2 separate regions of the Sus scrofa genome follow, and region 2 is linked to region 1. Evidence: chromatin contacts called from public Hi-C data. All regions are on one chromosome and are shown on one strand. The core of a region is the stretch at or near the end of the contact, and the rest is flanking DNA. Distances in the headings are between cores, read along the strand shown.

Evidence for each region. Hi-C and Micro-C count contacts between places; a contact is called where the count stands out from the background.
Region 2: a Hi-C map of retroperitoneal adipose tissue shows a contact between it and region 1, with 3 times the contacts expected there. A contact is called at or near these places in 8 of 47 Hi-C or Micro-C datasets (adipocytes, embryonic fibroblasts, fetal skeletal muscle and 4 more) and 1 of 2 datasets of targeted methods (alveolar macrophages).

The regions. Positions count from the first base shown.
Region 1 is chr5:81,476,428-81,481,223 of Sscrofa11.1, forward strand. No RefSeq gene overlaps it. Among named protein-coding and RNA genes, the nearest start is that of PAH, 93 kb to the left of the region's middle.
Region 2 is chr5:82,290,375-82,295,384 of Sscrofa11.1, forward strand. The region is part of intron 4 of GNPTAB (N-acetylglucosamine-1-phosphotransferase subunits alpha/beta); the gene reads left to right. DRAM1 (DNA damage regulated autophagy modulator 1) reads right to left here. Exons shown (of 7, transcript NM_001190286.1): 6 at 2,893-2,985; 7 at 2,204-2,317. The coding sequence ends at 2,273. Among named protein-coding and RNA genes, the nearest start is that of GNPTAB, 28 kb to the left of the region's middle.

The DNA of each region.
Region 1 (4,796 bases), core at 1,469-3,968:
CTCTCTGTATCACAGTTTCCTCATTTGAAATAAGGGCATAAAAACATGCCTCCTTGAGCCACAGTGTGGTAGAATATAGCGACAAAGAACACTGACCCTAGGATGCAACTGCCTGGGTTCAGATTCAGCTTTACCACTTACCAGCTGGTTGACCGACCTGATGCATGGTTTTTATACCCCTGTGCCTTCTGTCTGTCATCTAATAATAACCATAAATAGGATCAATAATAGTACCTACCTAATGGAGTTGTTTTGATCATTAGTCAAATCAGTATTAACAGATAAAGTGCTCTGAATAATCCCTGGAATATAACTATTATCATTTTTTATTAACTTAGCTATTACTGTTACTTATAATCATTCACATGTCTATTGAGAAAATCAAATGGGACAACGAATGGGAGATACTTTGAGCCCTATGGCTGCTACACAAATAAAAGAAATACTGCTAAAACCACATTGGCTGTGGCATCAAATTACAAAACAAAACCAAAAGACTAAAACTTGCTTAACCTGTAAGGGGATTTATTACAGCAGTTAAGTCCCCAAATGTGGCAATCACAGCTCCAATGCCATTGCGCTGGCTCTGCCCTGAGTGTGCTGTCTGTGTCTTTACAATGGCATTCCTCATGCTCACAGCGTGGTTACTTCCCTTCAGCAGTGGTCTGTCCCTGCAAAATTCAAACGTTGAAATCCTCACCGCCAAAGATAACAGTTCCTGGAGGTGGGGTCCGTGGAGGTGCTTGGGTTCAGAGACTGTCGCCTTCATGAATGGGTTAGTGTTCCCATACAGGAGACCCCAGAGATAGCTTCTCCCCTTGCACTATGTGAAGAGAGAACTGGAAAGGGCCAGCTATGAACCAAAAAGAGGGCTTTCACCAGAACCCTCTCACCAGAACTCTGGGGCCTTTATCTTGGACTTCCCAGCATCCAGAACGCCGAGAAATAAATTTCTGTTATTTCTAAGTCACCCAGTCTGTAGTGTTTTCTTAGAGCGGCTTGGGCAGAATAAGAAACACCTTCCATCTAATTGGGCTACTCAAGTCAAGTGCCCATCCCTGGATCAAAAAGCCTTGTTCAGGGAAGACCATGCTCTGATGGCCTTAATCCTGGGTGTCTGAACTGATGACCAGCAGATGGGATCCTGGGACTACATCAGACCAAGCAAGATCCGGCCCCTGAAATTGAAGAAGGGAATTGCATGATGCCTTATGGTCTCAGCAGAAAGTAGATGACATTATTAGAACGGATCCAAGGAGGGAAGTTTAATAAAGTGACCATGAAGTTGTGGGCAAAGCTGAAGGAACTCAGCCAGGGTTGGTGCAGTGCCCAGGGGCTAGCAATGACAGGGAGCCACTAGTGCTCCCCAGCTTGAGAAACAGGGAGCTTTCATTATAACAGATGCACAGAGCATCGGATGGAGAGGGCTATCGAGGACGATCTTTGTCCATTCATAAAAACACAGTCTACCTGCAACTACTCAGCCACGGAGAAAGCCCACAGAATACAGAGCCCAACTTCACTCTTCTACCACTGGCCAAAAGCCACAGGGCCAGGAACCATTAATGCCATCAATGCACACCCATCCCCAGGCCAGGCATCCAGGCTCCAGGTCAGAAGGAGGAGAATAAAGATGCACTTGGAGGAGCAAACGGAATAGTGTGCACAAGGGAACGTTGAACACGCTCAGACTGTGCAGGGGACTGAAGAGAACCCAAACAAGACGGGGTCCTGGGAGAAAGAGCAAAGGAAATACAGCATAGATATCTAATGGAATTCATGCTAAATATCCTTGTTCAAAATAAAACTGTTCTTTTTCTTTTTCAAATATAGATTATCTAAAATTGCAGGCATCTCTTATTTGCAAGTAAAACGCATCCCCAAGGGAGCTGCACAGGAAGATAACAAAAGGTTGAGCTGCCACCACTTGATGAGGGATACAGGAAAGGGGGGGCGAGCTGACCTTTCAGAGAAAAGTGAAGAAATCCATTCCCATAAGGGATTGCAGAGAGAAGTGGCTGTTCCCTTGATAAAGCCAAAGAGGGCAAGTCTCATGAGGTCTCAGCCAGTTACATGGTGTAATTTACTGAATGATGTTGGCTGCCTTGCAATGTTTCAAAGCAATTTTTTTTTTTTGTAATACATGATTCGTAGGAAAGGATTTGGATGTTGCCATTTTCCAGAGGAAACTTGACTACACTTAGTAATAGAGAAAAATGTTCTCCTTGGGAAGTCTCAGATTTCTATGCAAAGCGGTATCCTAAGTCAGAATTTACACAATGTATTATTGCCTAATGTATGAGGGTCAGCTAATTAATTCTGAACTAAAATGTCAAGAGGAACAAATCCAATCCCTGAGGGACTCCAAGAAGCTCTGTGACCAAGAGGCAACATCAAGTGCCCATCAAGAACAAGGAGAGGCCACACTCAACACTGGCTGCCCGTTCGAACTACTTGGGGAGCTTTAAATTTTTTCTACACCCAGACTCTGCCCTAGAGCAGTTAAATAAGAATCTTTCAGTGAGGTCCAGGAATTGGTACTTTTTGAAAACCTCCCTAAATGAGCATAATATTCTTCCAGGGTTGAGAACCTCTGGTCTATAGGATACTTATATCTCTGGTAGAGGCAGCATGCCCAAGTCAACCAGAACCCTAACCCTAAGCCTTGCTTCGCTGATGAACGCATCAGTTCAATCCAAATAGCTATCCCGGAATGTGGCTCTGCCTTGCTGTGTCTTCCCGCCAGATATTGAGGCCATACAATAGAAGAGTGGGGGCTCTGAGATCAGGCTGCCTGGGTCAAATTCTGAGTCCACCTATGGGCTTATATGCCTTTGAGAAAGTCGCTTAACCCTTTGAACCTTAGTTTCATAACCTGTAAAATGGGGGGGGCAATTACAACACAGATCATTTTGAGGATTAATTTAGAATGGACTTCATTGCTTATGAAGGTCTTAGTGCAGTGCCTGGCACAGAGTGGCTCTCAGTAAATGCAAACTAATACTATGTGTCTAGATCTAAGCCAGCTGGATGGCTCAGAAGCTTCTGTACATTCTGCCCAGTTGGCTTTACAGAGTTCTCTCCAGCAAGGGTTTGGGGAGGTGTGGGGGGTGCTCAAGTAGCTGGATCCTTTGGTCCCTTCCAACGGAGCGTGAGGATCTCTGAGTTGCTTTGGGGTCACTGCATGAAAGGCAAGGACATTAGCACTTAACAAGTGGAAAATGACTATTGTTCCAGCCACTAGTAGTCACTATTTACCGAGTGTGCCAGGCACCACTGAGGTGCTTTACATCTTTTCTCACTTAATCCTAACAAGAATCCTACAAAAATAGACAGTATCCCCCACTGTGTTGATGAGGCTCCTCTGGTCCAGGGAGGGTGAATAACTTTCTCAAGATCACCTACTGGTGACTTACTGAATTAGGACTGAACTCAGGGCTCTCTGGCTTTGTAGCTCATGCTTTTTCCACTGGGCCATGCTGCCTATCTTGAATGACACTCCTCAGCAGTAGGACGGCTGTAACTTCTCCGAGAGGGAAAAATCCTTGCTGAATGAATGGAACCATGTTCCAGGGATGCATTCCAGCTAGCATCTTCCTTCTAGAGCTACACAGATCTGGAATACAGCATTTAAGAGCAGATATTATGGCTTTGGGCTACAGAGAGTAAGCGAGCCACTCAGACAGTATTCCTGGCTCCATAACGCTCCCGGGAAAGAGCAGTCTTTTCCTCATGGGAATGTTTTTTATCCTGTAGGATGGCCAGCAGGTCGTGTGGCTCCACGGAGAAGAAGGGGCAGTGTCTGCTGTGGGTGCTCTTCTGAAGACCCACTCTCATGAAGTTCAGCAGTAGAGGTCATCAGTGGGCAGAAGAGCTGCTCACAGCCCATCTCTAAGATTTTAAAATGAATCAAGGCATAACCACTGAGAATCTGCTACTTACCTACAACTGGGCAGGGCACCAGAGCCACTGTGATCCCACTTTGCCCTGCCCCAAGTGGGGACACTTGGCCACACATGAATTTTTCCTAATTTTGAAAAGGGCGTATGTGAAAATTCTTAGGTAACATTTTAAATCACACACACACACTTCACTGTAAAAACAAAATAATAATAATAGCCTAATTTTATTGAGGTTTTTATGTGCCAACCCATTGAACACATTTAAGCCCCACCACAACTCTGTGAAGCCACTGGTCCAAGCTTCCAGCTGAGGAAACTATAGACCAGAGAGGCTAAGTAATTGCCTGATGGATTCCATGGTAGATCCCTGGTATCCATCAGGTTCTAGCAAGAAACAGAGGAGACACTCAAATTGGGAAGAGTTTCGTCCTGGGACTGGATACACTAGATAGGGTGGGAAAAAGGTGTAAAGAAACTGAAAAAGGACAGGCAGTTCCTGGGCTAGGGGTCGAATCAGAGCTGCACCTGCAGCTTACGCCACATTTATAACAAGGCTTGCGGTAACACCAGATCCTTAACTCACTGAGCGAGCCAGGGATCAAGCCCACATCCTCAAGGACGTTATATCTGATGCTTAACTTGCTGAGCCACAACGAGAACCCTCTCTGGGTTGTAATTTCTATAGAGTTGGCTATTCTGGTAAATTAAATTTGCTGCTTAACTGTTTAGCACCTTGGAATTTTAGTTCTAGTTGATACCTTTGTGCAAATGCTATTAGCTTACTTTCCTTTCTTGGTCAGTAGTGAATTATCTCAGGGAAAGGATTCTAAGCCATTTTATCTGGAATTTTCTATCTGCCGCAGTTGCTTGAGTTCCCTAAAGATCAGATTGAAG
Region 2 (5,010 bases), core at 2,072-4,571, 810 kb after region 1:
ACTAAAATAAAGAAATATTTCATTTTATTTTAGTCTTTCAGCCATAAGGTCCAAGGAAATGCAAGTTCATGGAAATTAGAAATAATATCAAAATATGGATAAGACCAGCTTTAGCGATTTCAGCAGAACATGATTGTCTGGAGTGATTTTTGGCCTTCTCAGTTTGCCAATCCAGGTGTACTGTTTGTCTAGCCCGTGTGACAATTTCTGTGGTAACTGTCCAGGTTGAAGAGAGTTGTCATACAATGCAGAAGCCCACACAGCTGAAACGTTTACAGCACACACAGCAAAAGAGTCAGTATGACAAGCGATACAGACTATTTATCACTTAATTAGTAAACTCGAGTAAATGGCATTGTGCAACACTACGAATATCCCTAGTCATGCCTTCATTTGCTCACTCCTTCATTCATGCATTTAGTGAGTATTTATTAAGCACCTACTGTGTACCAGGAGGCAGCCTGGTAAAAGCTGGAGTTACAAAGATAAAAGGATAAGGCACAGACTGCCCTCAAGGAGCTCCCAATCTAAACCTCTCAGAGAGATGTAGAAATGAAGAAGGATAGAAGGTCACGAGAAGGGCTGATAACACAAGTCTGTTCCAAGCGAGATCCATCCGTAGATGCATCCTGCTCCAGGTTCCATGGTACAAGGTGTTCTGGAGAGGTTCCCCCTCTCTAGCCTGGCATAGCTTTAATCAGTCTTTCAGTTCCAGTGTTACAGAGGGAGCCAGGGCATGATAACCAGTTAAAACGTAAAGGAAAAATAAAAAAATAAAATAACAAGTTAAAATAGACCAAGAAATGGGTCTCAGGCTCTCACTGCTGACCCCTTAGGGGAGACAGTTTTTCCTCGAGGAGGTGGCTGACCGCTACTGAGCCTTACCCCTTCAAACAAGGCTGTCCAGGCAGGCGTGTACCCTTAAGGTCTGGCCCCCGGCTGGCCAGACATGGCTTCATGATCTGGAAGGTCCTTAAAAGGGAGTTCCTTCTCTTCAACCTTCAAACCTAAGCCTTCACATCTCAAGACCCATTTCTTCTGGAACGACTTGCTTTTCATTTGTCATTCGTGATTTAGGGGAAAAGTCGTGTGTGCAGGTCTTGCTGAGCCAAGGACCTGCTTCACATTTTAGTGTGCAGATACCCGGCCACAGGCATAGTCAGAGGCGCAGCCACAGACTCCATCTCTGCACACCGCTCCCCTTCCTCCTCTCAGACCTGCGCTCCCGTCAGCACACTGACTGGCACACACTCAGTTCGAGATGTGAGTTGCAGCTTCTGAGTCAGACTGTGCTTCAAGTTATGCCAGTAACAATAACGGGTAGTTTAATACATGGTATTTGTAATGCCTTTCGCAGGTTGGCTTTCGCAGAGGTTTAGTACTAAGCAAAAGTCTCCCTCCCGGAATTCTGCCTTCCTCAGATGTTCCCTGAGACGCACTCCCCCCCGCGCCCACCGCCCAAATCTGGCAAAGACAACAGTTTTGAGTCCAGTGCGTTCTTCCTGTTATTTGCTCACCTCCCTTTCTCTCTGTTGTCAGAAGGCTTTTGGTTTCTAACCTGCCTTGTTGAATCCACCCGACCTGGAATCACACCACTAGAGACAGTTAGCAGCCATGGTAAAAGCTTGGTTTCTGTGAGCAGGGAGGCCCGTGGAGGACGGAATTTCAAAATCAAGGTCTTCTGTGGTCACTGAGTTAATGTGCATAGTGGTAATAAGGCTTTTTGATAGAAGCATTTTGCTTGGTTCATCTAAAAATCATAGTCTCTTAGTGTTAGTTTATTAACTAAATCTAAAGGATCATTACAAACTGAATGTTATAAATGCTCATGATATCAAATTATACAGTTCATTTTCTAAAAATGAAATTTAAAAATGAGCATCCCCTGATTTTACTTTTTAATGAAGTCCTCATTTAGTGTATTTCCATAAAGCACTCACACACAAAGAAAAATAAAACAACACAGAATCTGTACAAAAATAAGAGGTCTCCATTTTCTGGAACACCTATCTTTTCTGTAAAGAATTTGTTAATATAAAAAAATGTCTACTTAGAAAATTTTAAAAACATTGCTACAATGTCATAAATGCTCTACATTCTCTAGGAAAACATACCTTTGGAAATATACAACTATTGGGAATTCTTAAAGAAATTCAAGTCCTGGACGTGCTACAGATGAATTCCATACAGGGCAGCATTAAAACCTGTCTGTCCTCTGTACCACTTCTAGAAATTGTCTGCCACTTTGACTGAGTGAGATAGAATTCTTTCTTCAAACATCATCATTGATTTCTGTGGATATCCTTAGGGTGACACTCTATTTAAAAAAAAAAAAAAGTTTGAAAGAAAGTAAACAATTCCAGTGCCAGCTCTGAAACTCCCACAGCATTGCACCCCCTCAGAGATGATCTCACTATGGGTCGTACTGAGCTTGAGTTGGATCCTCAAGAATTTCCTTGGTTTTCTCTAACCTTTTAGCTACTAATTCACTTGTTTCAAAATGTAAGATTTTCCCCGTTGCCAAAGGTCCCACCTTCTCTCTGCCTTGGGAACATTTTTCAACAACACACTTATTTTTAAGAAAAGACCTATTTCCTGTTATTTGAAACTCTTAAATCAGACCTCCTCGCAAAGAAAATAACCAGGATCTATGACTATCAGCAGCAAATGGCAGAGGGCAGATGAACGTTTCATTGTTTGGGAGAGCTAATCAAGATGCTCTCCTTTGGGAATACACAAAATTACACAATAATTACATATTTGTTCAAACACATAATGGTGAGAAGAAAGATAGTGCCCTTATTTTTTCTTGTTAATCCAAGAAATGTTCTACGGATTTCAACTAATCGTCATCATCAGTAACTTGTAACATTTGCATTGACAAATACCTACCTGGAAATCGTGGATAAATGTTAGAAAGTAGAAAATGAAACCAAAGGCCACTGTCCATTCACAGATCGCACTCACTACGTGATACACGTAATCCTAAGAACAACCAAAAAAAGGAACAGAATTTAGCCTACATGCATTCACTTTAGTGTATGTACTGAAATCATAATGAGCAGGTCAGGTCCGAGGAAAAAGCTGTCCAGTGAGCATAAATCAAGCCCTGGAGGAAACAAGGGGTAAGCAGGGCCATGGAGATGCACTTCCGGGCAGCTGCCCCACGAGAACCTGAGTACAAAGTTCTTTTGGGTTCTCACACACCCTAGCTTTAAGGCTTGTCTATGTAACTTAAAAAGGCAGAATGAGGACCGAAGATTTGCGGAGAGTGGAAGCCAAATCTGGACTCAGTGGAAGAAAGAACTTTCCATACAAGGCATGACTTGCCCTCCCACTGCTGGGAAGCTCAAAGTTGAAAGACAGCCTCGAAAAGCACCTCCCAGCATCAGTGTGGTTATTCCAAAGGCCTCCCTGGTGCATCTCAAGGAAATTAATCAACGGTCACCACCAGGTCTTGTGTTTCTCTGTTACTACAGAAAATGCCAGTTCAGAAAATAGGTCTGCTTAACATTATAAGGTAAGCAGAGTTACGAAGCAAATGCTAATAATGAGACTACTTCTTGGTGGGAGGAATGAGAGAATGGAAGGCAAGAAAGAGAATGGTGTTTAATTGGGGTTCGAAAGTCAGCTGCCTCTGGAGGCCAGGAAACAAATAAAAGAACTGAAACTGATGGTTGCAAAAAGAGAGCAGCGACCGAGGCCCACACCTCCTCATTTCAATTCCATTCTCACCAAATGGGAAAAATAATCCCCGAGTTACTTTGGGGAAAAAAAAAAAAAGCCTGAGGTGAGGGGCTGGTATGTATGTGTCAGAGACAGAGACAGAGGGACAGAGGAGAGGATCTCCCCTGATTTTCAAATGCCAAAAATTACTCTAGAAGCATTGTTTTAAACACTAAGCAAAAAATGCCTGTCTGCATTCTGACTTGAGCCCACATGCCAAATTAGCCTGTCATCAATTCATGCCCTCTATTTTCAAATAATACCCTCTATTTTCTTCCTACTTCACTGTCTGCTCTGCTCTAGGTTACAGGTGTGAACAAACAAACATGCTAGGTTGCAGGTCAGTCCTTTCCTTTGACGCGGTTTTCACCCACAAAGATGTAACAGAGGCCCATCAAACTCTTACACACCCTTGCTCCCCCCTCCAAGGACTGTCACATCCACTGCTGGTCCTGTCGAGGCCACTCTAGGGAGCATCGGACCAGCCTGCATTAGGGGGTTGAGAAGGGAGGCCAGCACCCCGGACAATGAAAATGCCTCATACAAAGAGAAGCAGACTTTGGAGGTTTTGGGGGGGGGGTGTTCCGTCGTGTGATATTAGTGATGGCGCCCTGGAGCAGGGGTCCAGACCTTCCGCCATGTACATGTGAATGCAGGCTGAGCTCGAAACGAGACAATGATATCCTAATTCTCAGCCTCCCCACCAGGTACGTCGAAGCACAGGACTGTCCTGTGAGAGCTCTGACCTCCACAGCTTGGGGCAGGACCTAAATGCTCACTCTAGTCTGTGAATGGAGGTAGAGGGTTTTCTTCACATTCGTGGATTTGGGGAAACAGGAGGCAATCTAAGAGCAGCATAGTAATTTATGGAGTGAATAGAAAACCAGGTTCTTTTCCTATTTTTAAGATAGAAAATTAAATGGAAAAAGGTTTTTCTAGAGTTCCCGCTGTGGCACAACGATATTGGCAGCGTCTCTGCAGCATGAGGACACAGGTTCGCTCCCCAGCCTTTAACAATAGGTTAAAGGGGATCCAGCGTTGCTGCAGGTGTGGCATAGGTTGCAACTGAGGCTTAGATCCCTGGCCTGGGAACTCCATATGCCGCAGGGTGGCCAAAAAAAAAAAAAAAAAAGTAAATTAAAAATTTTAAAAAGGGGAGTTCCCGTCGTGGCGCAGTGGTTAACGAATCCGACTAGGAAACATGAGGTTGCGGGTTCGGTCCCTGCCCTTGCTCGGTGGGTTAACGATCCGGCGTTGCCGTGAGCTGTGGTGTAGGTTGCAGAC